Regions from separate parts of the Sus scrofa genome. Here all the other regions are linked to region 1. The links are chromatin contacts, called in public HiChIP or PLAC-seq maps. All regions are on one chromosome and are shown on one strand. Each heading gives the region's core, a stretch centred on a gene start, on an enhancer-like site or on the middle of the called end of the contact. The rest is flanking DNA. Distances are from core to core; before and after follow the strand shown. Region 1 holds the start of ZMPSTE24 (CAAX prenyl protease 1 homolog). Region 2 has its middle 9.9 kb from the start of RLF. Region 3 overlaps RLF (zinc finger protein Rlf).

Region 1 (4,073 bases), core at 612-3,111:
AGGGAGGAGAAGCCTTATCCACCAAATTCAGTCTCTCTTCTTTGGCAAACCCTGACAATAGCCTGTTTTGAGGATCTCACTTCAGTTTCCACATAGACCGTCCCATCTGTTAACACTATCCTTCTGAAAAAGGTGACAAGTTACTATTTACTTTCCATAATTTACTTCTCCCTCCAGTGCTACTTCCCTAGTGCAAGCCACCATTATCTCTCACTAGGATTCACAAAATGGCCTTCAAACTGGACTCTCTGCTTCCATCTGTGTCTCCATTCAGTTTATTCTCTAGCTGGTAGCTAAAAAGATCACGTGACTCTTCTGCTCAAAACCTTTCAACGGCTTATTATTTCACTCTGATTAAAGATCAAGGTTTTTAAAAAAAATTTTTTTTTGGGGTCTTTTTAGGTCCACACCCACAGCATATGGAGGTGCCCAGGCTAGAGGTCCAACCGGATCTGCAGCCGCCGGCCTACGCCAGAGCCACAGCAATGTTGGATCCCTAACCCACTGAGCAAGGCCAGGGATAGAACCTGCATCCTCATGGATTCTAGTCAGATTCACTTCTGTTGAGCCATGACGGGAACTCCCAAGGTTTTTTTGTTTGTTTTTCTCTGTTTTTTTTTTTAGCTTTTTAGGGTCACACCAGCCACATATGGAAGTTCCCAGGCTAGGGGTCATATCAGAGCTACAGCTGCTGGCCTACCACAGCCAGGGAAAAGTCAGATCTAAGCCGGGTCTGGGACCATGTGTAGCTTGAAACAACTTGGGATCCTTAACCCACTGAGCAAGGCCAGGGATCAAACTGCATCTTTATGGATACTAGTTGGGTTCTTAATCCCCTGAGCCACAGCAGGAACTCCCAACGACTTTTAATTACACCGGGCACTCTCACTAAGAGGTATTTAGGAGTTGAGAAATTTGAGATATTTGGTTGCAGTTGTTTACTGCAACACATCTTTGGCATTACAATATTACTTTAAATATTTCTTAGTTGCGGCTGCAGATTTAGCTCAATTTATTGTAAATAATAATTATGCAAATTAACACCAGTCTCTGTGTCAAACCACCTAACTAAATCAGACTTATCTTCAATCAGAAAAACGTTCAAGTCAAATCAATGTGTTAACAGGCATTACTGTGAGCATGTTGCATTTCTGAATTCCAAGACAAACATGGCACTGAGCCTTGATAGGAATTTGTCTCTAGAAAAACACTTTCACTTCAGGTATTTCTAACCTAGCTATCCTTGCTTTACCCAACAGCACACTCCCTTAGGCAAAATGCTGCCTCTGACTTTGCTTGGGACGGAAGAGTTGAGATCTTTAAAGGAAAATTCTCATTACTACCACCAACATGCCCAAATTCAGAACAGCCCAATACAGGCCAAGATACTGCACTTATAACGTCTAGTACTGCTCTTAACTATCCTTTTAGTCTTTTAAGATATCCCATGGATGTACAGACCACAGTCTGAGAAGCACTAGTTCAGAGGAATGATTTCTAGAGCCTGGGAAGTCGGCTCTTCTCTGATTCTTCCCAGCTACCTCACGGCGGGATCCGTGGCCCACTCTGTCCGTTCTGGCTTAGCCTCTAATACCAGTGGGATGTTCCCGGCCGCGGAAAGCACGGCACAGGCTGCACCCAGGCAGGGCATGCCCTAGAACGAAGAAAAGTAATTGCAACTCGGGAGGCTAGAAAGTCGAGAGCTCAGCATCTCAGTCGGGCCCTGGAGGGAAACCGGAACCCTCGGCATAGACCCTAGGTGGACGGGAGCGGGAAGAAAGTTGGTGCAGCTCAGGGGGCGCAGGGGCGGGCAGAGGCCGGAACTCCGCGTCTGGGCGCCCGCCCTCCTGGGGCCGGAAGTCAGAAAGGCGGGGCTTATCTTGCCTCCAGGCCCTGGGCGGCCCCAGGGTGCGTCAGCATGGGGAAGAGTGTTCATGTAACACTGCAGGCTGAGCGAAGGGAGTGGGATGGGCCGGGTGTCGGTATAGGGGCGCTCGGAAGGGACGAATATCGCTGTGACACTGCGGGGACGCTTTGAGGGGACCGGAGTCGGTGTGGCACCAGTGCACGCTGAAGAAGCCGGCGGAGCCGGGTGGCCATGGGGATGTGGGCGTCGCTGGACGCTATGTGGGAGATGCCCGCCGAGAAGCGTATCTTCGGGGCTGTGCTGCTCTTCTCCTGGACAGTGTATCTTTGGGAGACCTTCCTAGCACAGCGGCAGGTGAGCCTAGACAGGGCCCACCTGACCCGACACCCGGTCAGCTCTAGGCCAGCCTCAATCTCGACCCCAAGTACCTGGATGATTGCTGCGACCCCAGCACCAGCTTCGACCTTCTGGGTCCCTACTGAGCCTCCTAACCTGGCCCAATGGCGGGGTTGGCCTGGAGAGGATCTGGTGCCTCAGGACCTTTTCCCGCAACGTAGTCATGGGATCCGGGTAGGTTAGGGCCTGATGAAAGGCAAGGCAGGGCTGCCGGCTTGTCAGGCCTCAGCTCTTGTAGCTGCCCAAAGCTTCCTTAGGATTCTTGGCCTTAGACGTACCTCCTTTATTTTTGGCAGCAACCCATAAGTCTTCACAAGGAAGATGCAAAAATTTTTGAATTACAGCTTCTCCTTGTCCTTTGTGTCATGTTCACATCAACCATAGGACTCCTGAAAATAAAAAATTCACAGTCCTTCCAAGGACTCTTTCCTTAAAAAAAAAAAAAAAAAAGTATATTCTTATTGTTCCAAAAACAATATTTTCTTGTTTTTCTTAAAAGCATCTTTGTTGTTTTTGTTCAAATAGTTTAAACAGTAAAGTAGAAAGTGAAAGTTACTTAACAGTACCTTGGCAAGATATAATAAACAGTTTGATGGATGAGAGAGTTGAATTTTTTTTTGGTTTTACAGCCACTCCTGTGGCATATAGAAGTTGCTGGGCCAGGAATAAAATTGAAGCAGCAGCTGAGGCCTATGCCACAGCCACATACGAGACCCAAAGCTTGTGGCAACACTGGATCCTTAACCCACTGAGCGAGCCCAGGGATGGAACCCGAATCTTCAGGGACACTATGTTGGATTCTTAACTTGCTGAGCCACAACGGGGACTTCGAGAGCTGAACTTTTAAATGAGATGGATTTTAAGTAACCACTTTATTGCAGTCTTTCACTGGCTGGTTTGCTTTACCTACGTTGTTCCATGCTGTCACTGAATTACATCAGTGGTTAGGATAACCTTTTTTATTTATCTATTTATTTTTTTGTCTTTTTGCTATTTCTTTGGGCCGCTCCCGAGGCATATGGAGGTTCCCAGGCTAGGGATCGAATTGGAGCTGTAGCCACTGGCCTACGCCAGAGCCACAGCAACGCAGGATCTGAGCCGCGTCTGCAACCTACACCACAGCTCACGGCAACGCCGGATCGTTAACCCACTGAACCACGGCAGTGACCGAACCCGCAACCTCATGGTTCCTAGTCGGATTCGTTAACCACTGCCCCACGATGGGAACTCCAGGATAACCTTTTTTTTTTTTTTTTTTTCTTTGTCTTTTTGCTATTTCTTGGGCCGCTCCCTCGGCATATGGAGGTTCCCAGGCTAGGGGTCCAATCGGAGCTATAGCCACCGGCCTACGCCAGAGCCACAGTAACGCGTGATCCAAGCCGCGTCTGCAGCCTACACCACAGCTCACGGCAACGCCGGATCCTTAACCCACTGAGCAAGGCCAGGGATCGAATCTGCAACCTCATGGTTCCTAGTCAGGTTCGTTAACCACTGTGCCACGACGGGAACTCCTGAAACCTTTTTCTTGAATATTACAGTCTTTTTTCTCTACAGTTTCTTTTCTCAGTTTACATTCTTTATGACTCTTTAAAAATTTTAATGTTTCTCTGTCTGTCAAAGCCTGGATTATATATAAAGCTCTTTTTGTAGTCTAGGGATATTCATAGAGGTGTTAAGCTGTATAGCACTATGTTCCCTAACTAATTCTTAGGATAGCTTCTTTAGTACAGAATCTTGTAAGTCTAGAGAAGGGCTAGACACAGTATATGATGTCCAAATTGAGGATGAGGTACTGAATACTTGTCTATCC
Region 2 (4,073 bases), core at 616-3,115, 120 kb before region 1:
TGAGTTTATGACACCTGTTTACACTTTCCGCGGGTGATCTCATCTAGTCTCACTTAAATACCATAAACTTTTACATTTTCTTCTTTTGTTTAACAAACATTGAGTGTCCATAATATGCTAGGAACTACTGTGCCAGACACTCAGGACACAGCGTTGAGTAAAATAAGTCACCCTACTTTCAAAGAATTTAACTTCTAGCAGGTGAGAAACACTAAATAATGATAATATAAAGCTAATTAATATGAAAAAATGAAAAGAAAGCAAGGGGATAGAGAAGGCTATTTTGGTTTTTGTTTGTTTGTTTTTGTCTTTTTGCCATTTCTTGGGTCGCTCTCGCGGCATATCGAGGTTCCCAGGCTAGGGGATCGAATCAGAGCTGTAGCCGCCAGCCTACACCAGAGCAACAGCAACACAGGATCCAAGCCGAGTCTGCAACCTACACCACAGCTCACAGCAACGCCGGATCCTTAACCCACTGAGCAAGGCCAGGGATCATACCCACAACCTCATGGTTCCTAGTCGAATTCATTAACCACTGTACCACAACGGGAACTCCCGAGAAGGCTATTTTGGACAGGGTCTTCTGCCTCTCTGAGGGGATAGTTGAACATGAATGAAATGAAAAAAGGAAGAGTTTCTCAGAGGGAATAGTAGGTGCAAAAGTCAAGTCATGGAGCTTATCTATCTTAAGAATGGCAAAGTCAGGGAATTCTCATTGTGGCTCAATGGGTTAAGAACCCAACTAGCATCCATGAGGATGCAGGTTCGATCCCTGGCCTCGCTCAGTAGGTTAAGGATCTGGCATTGCCATGAGCTGTAGTGTAGGTTACAGACATGGCTCAGATCCTGAGCTGCTGTGGCTGTGGTGTTGGCTGGCAGCTACAGCTCTAATTCGACCCCTAGCCTGGGAACTTCCATAGACCATGGGTTTGGCCCTAAAGAGCAAAAAGAAAATTTTAAATCAAAATTATATAGTAATACTAGAAATATAAATTTAGTTTTAAAAAGTAAGTATTGGAGTTCCCGTCGTGGCGCAGTGGTTAACGAATCCGACTAGGAACCATGAGGTTGCGGGTTCGGTCCCTGCCCTTGCTCAGTGGGTTAACGATCCGGCGTTGCCGTGAGCTGTGGTGTAGGTTGCAGACGCGGCTCGGATCCCGCGTTGCTATGGCTCTGGCGTAGGCCGGTGGCTACAGCTCCGATTCGACCCCTAGCCTGAGAACCTCCATATGCCGCGGGAGCGGCCCAAGAAATAGCAACAACAACAACAACAAAAAAGACAAAAAGACCAAAAAAAATAAAAATAAAAATAAAAAAATAAAAAGTAAGTATTGATGTTCCTGCTGTAGTGCAGTGGGATTGGTGGAGTCTTGGGAGTGCTGGAACGCAGGTTCGATCCCCAGCCAGGCACAGTGGGTTAAAGATCTGGTGCTGCCACAACTGAGGCTTAGGTCCCCACTGTGGCCTAGATCTGAACCATGGCCGGGTAACTCCATATGTCATGGAGCACCCAAAAAGAAAACAAAAACTTTATTAAATATCTTAATTCAAATAAAATTATTCCCAAGGCTAATATTTATTACTCATCTATGGAAAATGTAAAGGATCAGTCTTTTTCTTCACTCATGTCACATATAGACACACACACTCATATAATTTAAGTATTATAGGAATTGTTTAATGTTGCAAAATTTTCTTCAGCTACCATGGGACATTGTGCTTATTCATCAGGTGTTTCTGAACTGTGAATTGGAACATGTAGAGCAGCAATTAAAAAAAAAGGAACATTTCGCTGCTACAGGGAAACAATACTCGGTTATGCAAAGATGTATTTATGCTGAGAGGAAGGGTATCACAAGTTCATTTGTGCTTCCTCTTACCTAACTGCTTCTGCTGTTCAAATTCTCTCAGCAGTTCAAAACAGTGCCTGATTCTTTCAAGTGATACAACACAAAGCCTTAAATGCAATTACTGTTCTTTTATTTTTTCTTTCTCTTTCTCTCTCTCTCTCTTTTTTTTTTTTTTTTTTTTTTTTTGTCTGTTTAGGGCTGAACCCGGAGCATATGGAGGTTCCCAGGCTAGGGGTCTAATTGCAGCTGTAGCCGCTGGCCTACACCACAGCCACAGCAAAGCCAGATCCGAGCTGCGTCTGTGACCTACACCACAGCTCACGGCAACGCCGGATCCTTAACCCACTGATCAAGGCCAGGGATCAAACCCGCAACCTTGAGGTTCCTAGTCAGATTTGTTAACCACTGAGCCACGACAGGAACTCCAATTACTGTTCATTTTTAAAATATTGTTCTAGGAGTTCTTGCCGCAGCATGGTGGGTTAAGAATCTGACTGCAAAACACAACAACAACAACAACAGCAAAGACTCTGGCTGAAGTGGCTTGGGTCTGGTCTCGGCTTGGCTCAGTGGCTCTGGCAGATTGGATTCAATCCCTGCCCCAGGAACATCCATATGCTGTGTGTGTGGCCAAAAAAAAAAAAAAAATGTTCTAAAAAAATATATTCTACTATTTGCCATTTTTAGGTACGGAGTTGAGTAGCATGAAGGGCATTCACATTGTTGTGTAACCATCATCACTATCCACCTCCAGAACTTTTCTATCTTCCCAAATTGAGACTCATATCTATTAAATACTAATTACTTCCCATTTGCCCCTCCCCCCAGCTCCTGGTAACCACCATTCTACTTTCTGTCTATAATTTAGACTACTTTGGGTACTTTAGATAGGTGGAATTGTACAGTATTTGTCTCTTTGTAATTTACTTTTTCGGGTGGGGAGGGTTTAGGGCCGCAGTGGTGGCATATGGACGTTCCCAGGCTAGGGGTCGAATCAGAGCTGTGGCTGCCAGCCTACACCACAGCTTACTGAAACGTGGGATTCTTAACCCTCTGAGCAAGGCCAGGGATTGAACTCGAAATCCTCATGGATACTTGTCAGATTTGTTACCGTTAAGCCATGAGAACTCCTCTTTGTTTTTGTTTGTTTGTTTTTGCTTTTTAGGGCCGCATCCTTGGCATATGGAAGTTCATAGGCTAGGGGTTGGATCTGAGCCACAGCTGTGGGCCTAGCCCACAGCCACAGCAATGTGAGATCTGAGCCTCATCTACGACCTACACCACAGCTCACGGCAACACCGGATCCCTGACCCACTGAGCTGAGCGAGGCCAGGGATGGAATCTGCATCCTCATGGTTACTAGTCAGGTTCATTAACCACTGAGCCATGAAGGGAACCCCTGAGAATTCCTCTTTCTTATTTACTTATTTGACTAAGCATATCATCTTCAAGGCTCAAGTATGTGTAATATGCCTTTTTAAAAAAATTTTTAAGGCTGAAAAATGTTCCATTTTATGTATGTGTACACATTATTTTTACCCAGTCATCTGTTGATGGACCATTGGTTGTTTCCATGTTTTGGTTATCATGAATAATACTTCTGTGAAACATCTAAGTCCCTGCTTTTCATTTCTTTGGTGCATTTATTTATTTATTTTGCTCTTTTGGCATTGTGGACATTCCCGGGCCAGAGATTGAATCCCAGCTGCAATGGATACTTAACGTACCACACAGGGCCGGATATTGAACCTGTGCCTCCACAGAGGCAAGCTGGATCATTAACCCATTGCACCATAGCCAGAAGCCCTATTTGGTGCATTTAGTTCGAGGACACAGTAAGACATGGAGGAGAGTTTCTCTGGAGTTGGAATAGTGTTAGCTATTTTTTTATTTGGCTGTGTCTAAGAAATGTGAAAAATCACATTTTTGAATTTTGTAGACATCAAAAAGTCTACAAACAATAAATGCTGGAGAGGGTGTGGAGAAAAGGGAATCCCTTATACTGTTGGTGGGAATGTAAATCGGTGCAACCACTGTGGAAAAGAGTATGGAGATTCCTCAAAAAACTAAAAATAGAATTACCATTTGATCCAAAATAACAATCCCACTCCTGGGCATCTATCCATAGAAAACCATGACTCGAAAAGATCCATGTACTCCAATGTTCATTGCAGCACTCTATACAATAGCCAAGATATGGAAACAACTTAAATGTCCATCAAC
Region 3 (4,073 bases), core at 590-3,089, 93 kb before region 1:
TTTCTCATTTGCATTTCCCTAATGACTTATTATGCTGAGTATCTTTTCATGTGCTTATTTACCAACTGTATATCTTCTTTGGGGAAGTATCTTTTTTCAGCTCTTGCCGGTTTAAAAAACTTGGATTGTTTGTCTTCTCATTGATGATTTTTGAGAGAGGTGTGTATGTGTTTCTGGACCCAAGCCCTTTATCAAATATATTCTTCTTTTCCTTTTTTAAATGTTGTGGCTTAAATGGCAAAGGGTAGACAGATTGGGGATGGTGATATGTATCACTTTTTTTTTTTTTTTTTTTTTTTTTTTTGGTCACACCTGCTGCGTATGGAAATTCCTGGACCAGGGATCAAACTTGAGCCGTAGCAGTAACCTGAGTCAAAGCAGTGACAATGCCAGGTCCTTAGCTGCTAGGCCACCGGGGAGCTTCTGTATCACTTTTAGGTTATATACATTCTGCCTCTGGTTCACTTAGGATCTCTGGAGAGAACACCCTGGCTATGGCACAGATTCTGTTGTGGTGATGTGGGCACAGAGAAAGCCTGAAGTGCCTTCCGCTAGCCTATAGGGAGCGTATCATGACAAAGATGAACTGAGGCAGAACAACATGGTGGCAGTAACACACTAGATAGAACTGTTGATGTACTCAAAAGAGACATCAAGAACTTCAAGGAAAAGCTGAGTGAGACATTAACAGGAAAGAAAAGTCCTACATTACTAGATGGGCACAAGAGCAGCCAAGCCATAGCTTGTTGGCATGTATTCTCCTAGGCTGTGGCTTGTCTTTTTATTTTCTTAATAGTGTCTTTTGAAGAATACAACTTCTTAATTTTGATAAAGTTCAATTTATCAACTTTTTTTATTTTAGGGCCGCAGGTGCAGCGTATAGAAGTTCTCATGCCAGGGGTCAAATCAGAGCTGCAGCTGCTGGCCTACACCACAGCCTCAGCCACAGCCATGTCAGCTCCAAGCTTTGTCTTCAACCTACGCTGCAGCTCGCAGCAACAGATCCTTAACCCACTATGATCCAACCTGAGGCCCAGCACTTCTAAGACATTGCCGATCTTGTTACACCACAGCAGGAACTCCTGTCAACTTGTTCTCTTATTGATTATGTTTTTCATGTTATATCTGAGAAATCTGGCCAACCCAAGTGCACAAAGGTTTTTTTATATTCTCTTCTAGAGATGTCATTGTTTTAGGTTTTACATTTAAATCTATGATCTATTCGGAGTTAATTTTTGTATATTGTGCGAGGGATAGGTGGAAGTTCTTTTGTTAAAAAAAAATGAACATTTCGGAGTTCCTGTCTTGTGGCTCAGTGGTTAACGAATCCAACTAGGAACCATGAGGTTGTGGGTTCGATCCCTGGCCTTGCTCAGTGGGTTAAGGATCTGGTGTTGCTGTGAGCTGTGGTGTAGGTCACAGACATGGCTCTCATCCCATGTTGCTCTGTGGCTCTGGCATAGGCTGGCGGCTACAGCTCCGATTTGACCCCTAGCCTGGGAACCTCCATGTGCTGTGAGTGCGGCCCTAGAAAAGGCAAAAAGACGAAAAAAAAAAAAAGTCTAAATGTTCCAGCATCATTTGTTGAAAAGACTCCTCTCTCATTGAATTTAGAAATTGCTTTTGTGCCTTGCTGAAAATCAATTAGTCATATGTATGTAGGTCTATTTCTGGACTTTATTCTGTTCCATTGATCTATTCGTATACCTTCATGCCATTACCACGCTCTGATTTTGCTTTTTCAAACAGAAAATACATTATGAAAGCTATATTGCACAGAGACAGGAAGTAGAATGATGGTTGTCCAGGGCTGGAGGGAAGGAGGGGGGGATGGGGAGTTATTGTTTAATAGGTTCAGTTTCAGTTTTGCAAGATGAAGTGAGTTCTGTTGATGGATGTTGGTGATCATAGCCCAGCAGTGTAAATATACTTAATGCCACAGAACTGCACTTATAAAATGGTTAAGATGGTAAACTTTGTTAGACATTGTTTGCCACATTTTTTTTAAGCTATATTGCACAGTGTTTGGTGCTAAACCTGAGTACTCAGTCATTTCAGTTGAGTGATTAAATAAAATCAAGACTCAGAGAGGTTAGCTGGCAAATGATGGGCGCAGAGGTTTGAATCCACAGCCAAAAGGCATGTTACTGCACTCTATTACACAGCTGCTTCAGCATTGTAGTCCTTTTCTCCAGTGTGATAAAGCTTGAGTTTTAAAATCTCCAGATTTAGGAAGTATTCTCGTCACTCTCTTTAATAGTGACTTGATAAAATAGAAATGGGGATATTTGAATTTATCCCTTCTTTTTTTTCCTTTTCTTTAAAGGGCCGCACCTGCGGCATATGGAGGTTCCCAGGCTAAGGGTCAAATTGGAGCTACAGCTGCTGGCCTACACCACAACCATAACAATGTCAGATCCCAGCCAAGTATGTGATTTACATACACCTCAGCTCATGGCAACACCGGATCCCTAACCCACTGAGCAAAGCCAGGGATCGAACCTGCATCCTCATGGATAGTTTGGTTTGTAATCTGTTGAGCCACGACGGTAACTCCAGGAAATATATCTATTTGGGATTTGCTTTTTTCACTTAGCATAATATAGCTTCAAGATTCATTGAGTTTGTAGCATGTGTCAAATTTCTTTGCTTTTTAAGGCTGAATAATATTCTATTTTGTTTGTATACCACAATTTGTTCATCAATCCCTTAATGGATTCTTGGGTTGCTTCCACCTATTGTAAATAATGCTGCTCTGATCATGGATACAAATAGCTCTTTAAGTCCCTGCTTTCAGTTTTTTTGGGTGTGTATCCAGAAGTGGACTTACTGGATCATACAGTAATTCTGTTTAATTTCTGGAGAAACCACCATACATTTTGCACAATGGCTGCACCATTTTATATTCCCACCAATAATGCACAGGGATTCCAAATTCTCCGCATCTTCGCCAACAGTCATTATTTTCTGTTTCTTATGGCTACATCAGTGTCATAGGGAAGTTTGAGGGCCAGAGATCAGTTCTGAGCTGTAGTTGTGACCTAAGCTGTGTAACAATTATCTCTCTTTTTTTTTTTTTTTGCTCTTTAGGGCTGCACTTGCTGCATATGGAGGTTCTCACTCAGGCTAGGGATTGAATTGGAGCTGCAGCTGCTGGCCTACACCACAGCCACAGCAATGCAGGATCCGAGCTGTGTCTGCGACCTACAACAGCTCATGGCAACACCAGATCCTTAACCCACTGAGCAAGGCCAGGGATCAAACCCTCAACCTCATGGTTCCTAGTCGGATTCATTTCCGAGTTGTGCTACAATGGGAATTCCTGTTGTGTTCTTGTTGTTTTTGTTTTTTGGTTTTTTTTTGGCTGCGTCTGCCACATTTGGAAGTTCCTGGGCCAGGGATCAAACCCAGGCTGCAGTTGCAGCCTGCACCATAGCTTTGGCAATGATGGATCCTTAACCCACTGTGCAACATGGGAACCTCCTGTCCAGTGCTGTGTGTGTGTGTGTGTGTGTGTGTGTGTGTGTGTGTGTGTGTGTGTTTGCTATTTCTTTGGGCGCTCCTGCAGCATGTGGAGGTTCCCAGCTTAGGGGTCGAATCGGAGCTGTAGCTGCCAGCCTATGCCAGAGCCACAGCAACGCTGGATCCGAGCCGCGTCTGCAACCTACACCACAGCTAACGGCAACGCCAGATCGTCAACCCACTGAGCAAGGGCAGGGATCGAACCCGCAACCTCATGGTTCCTAGTCAGATTTGTTAACCACTGCACCACGACGGAAACTCCCTGATTTTTGAATGCTAAACTGTTCTGTTATTCTAGGAATAAATCTCACTTGATCATGGTGTATAATCTATATTAATATACTATTGAATTAAGTTTGCTACTATTTTGTTGATGATTTTTGTATCGGTCTGTAGTTTTCTTGTAGTCTTTGGCCTTGGTTTCAAAGTAATGCTGGCCTCATAGAAATCAGTTAGGATGTATTCCCTCTCTTTTGGAAGATTAAGGTTAACTGTTTATGTTAATAAGATTAAGATTAACTATTGAGAGTGTCATCCAAGCTCTCTTCCTG

What was found. HiChIP or PLAC-seq counts read pairs in DNA pulled down with a chosen protein or histone mark.
Region 2: a contact with region 1 is called in an H3K27ac HiChIP or PLAC-seq map of alveolar macrophages. The contact joins the enhancer-like site here to the promoter of ZMPSTE24 in region 1. A contact is called at or near these places in 1 of 5 promoter capture datasets (liver), 1 of 47 Hi-C or Micro-C datasets (brain) and 2 of 2 datasets of contacts at active chromatin or transcription factors (alveolar macrophages and skeletal muscle).
Region 3: an H3K27ac HiChIP or PLAC-seq map of alveolar macrophages shows a contact between it and region 1. The contact joins the enhancer-like site here to the promoter of ZMPSTE24 in region 1. A contact is called at or near these places in 1 of 5 promoter capture datasets (liver), 5 of 47 Hi-C or Micro-C datasets (epiblast stem cells, heart right ventricle, liver and 1 more) and 1 of 2 datasets of contacts at active chromatin or transcription factors (alveolar macrophages).

The regions. Positions count from the first base shown.
Region 1 is chr6:96,006,446-96,010,518 of Sscrofa11.1, forward strand. It overlaps ZMPSTE24 (CAAX prenyl protease 1 homolog), which reads left to right and starts at 1,862. Exons shown (of 10, transcript XM_021096012.1): 1 at 1,862-2,221. The coding sequence starts at 2,099.
Region 2 is chr6:95,888,151-95,892,223 of Sscrofa11.1, forward strand. No RefSeq gene overlaps it. Among named protein-coding and RNA genes, the nearest start is that of RLF, 9.9 kb to the right of the region's middle. Within about 2 kb of position 1,866, at least 1 of the 83 cell types and tissues checked has an H3K27ac peak or open chromatin away from gene starts, as enhancers often do. A contact at or near this core is called in alveolar macrophages, where this site is marked.
Region 3 is chr6:95,913,417-95,917,489 of Sscrofa11.1, forward strand. The region is part of intron 1 of RLF (zinc finger protein Rlf); the gene reads left to right. Among named protein-coding and RNA genes, the nearest start is that of RLF, 15 kb to the left of the region's middle. Within about 2 kb of position 1,840, at least 3 of the 83 cell types and tissues checked have an H3K27ac peak or open chromatin away from gene starts, as enhancers often do. A contact at or near this core is called in alveolar macrophages, where this site is marked.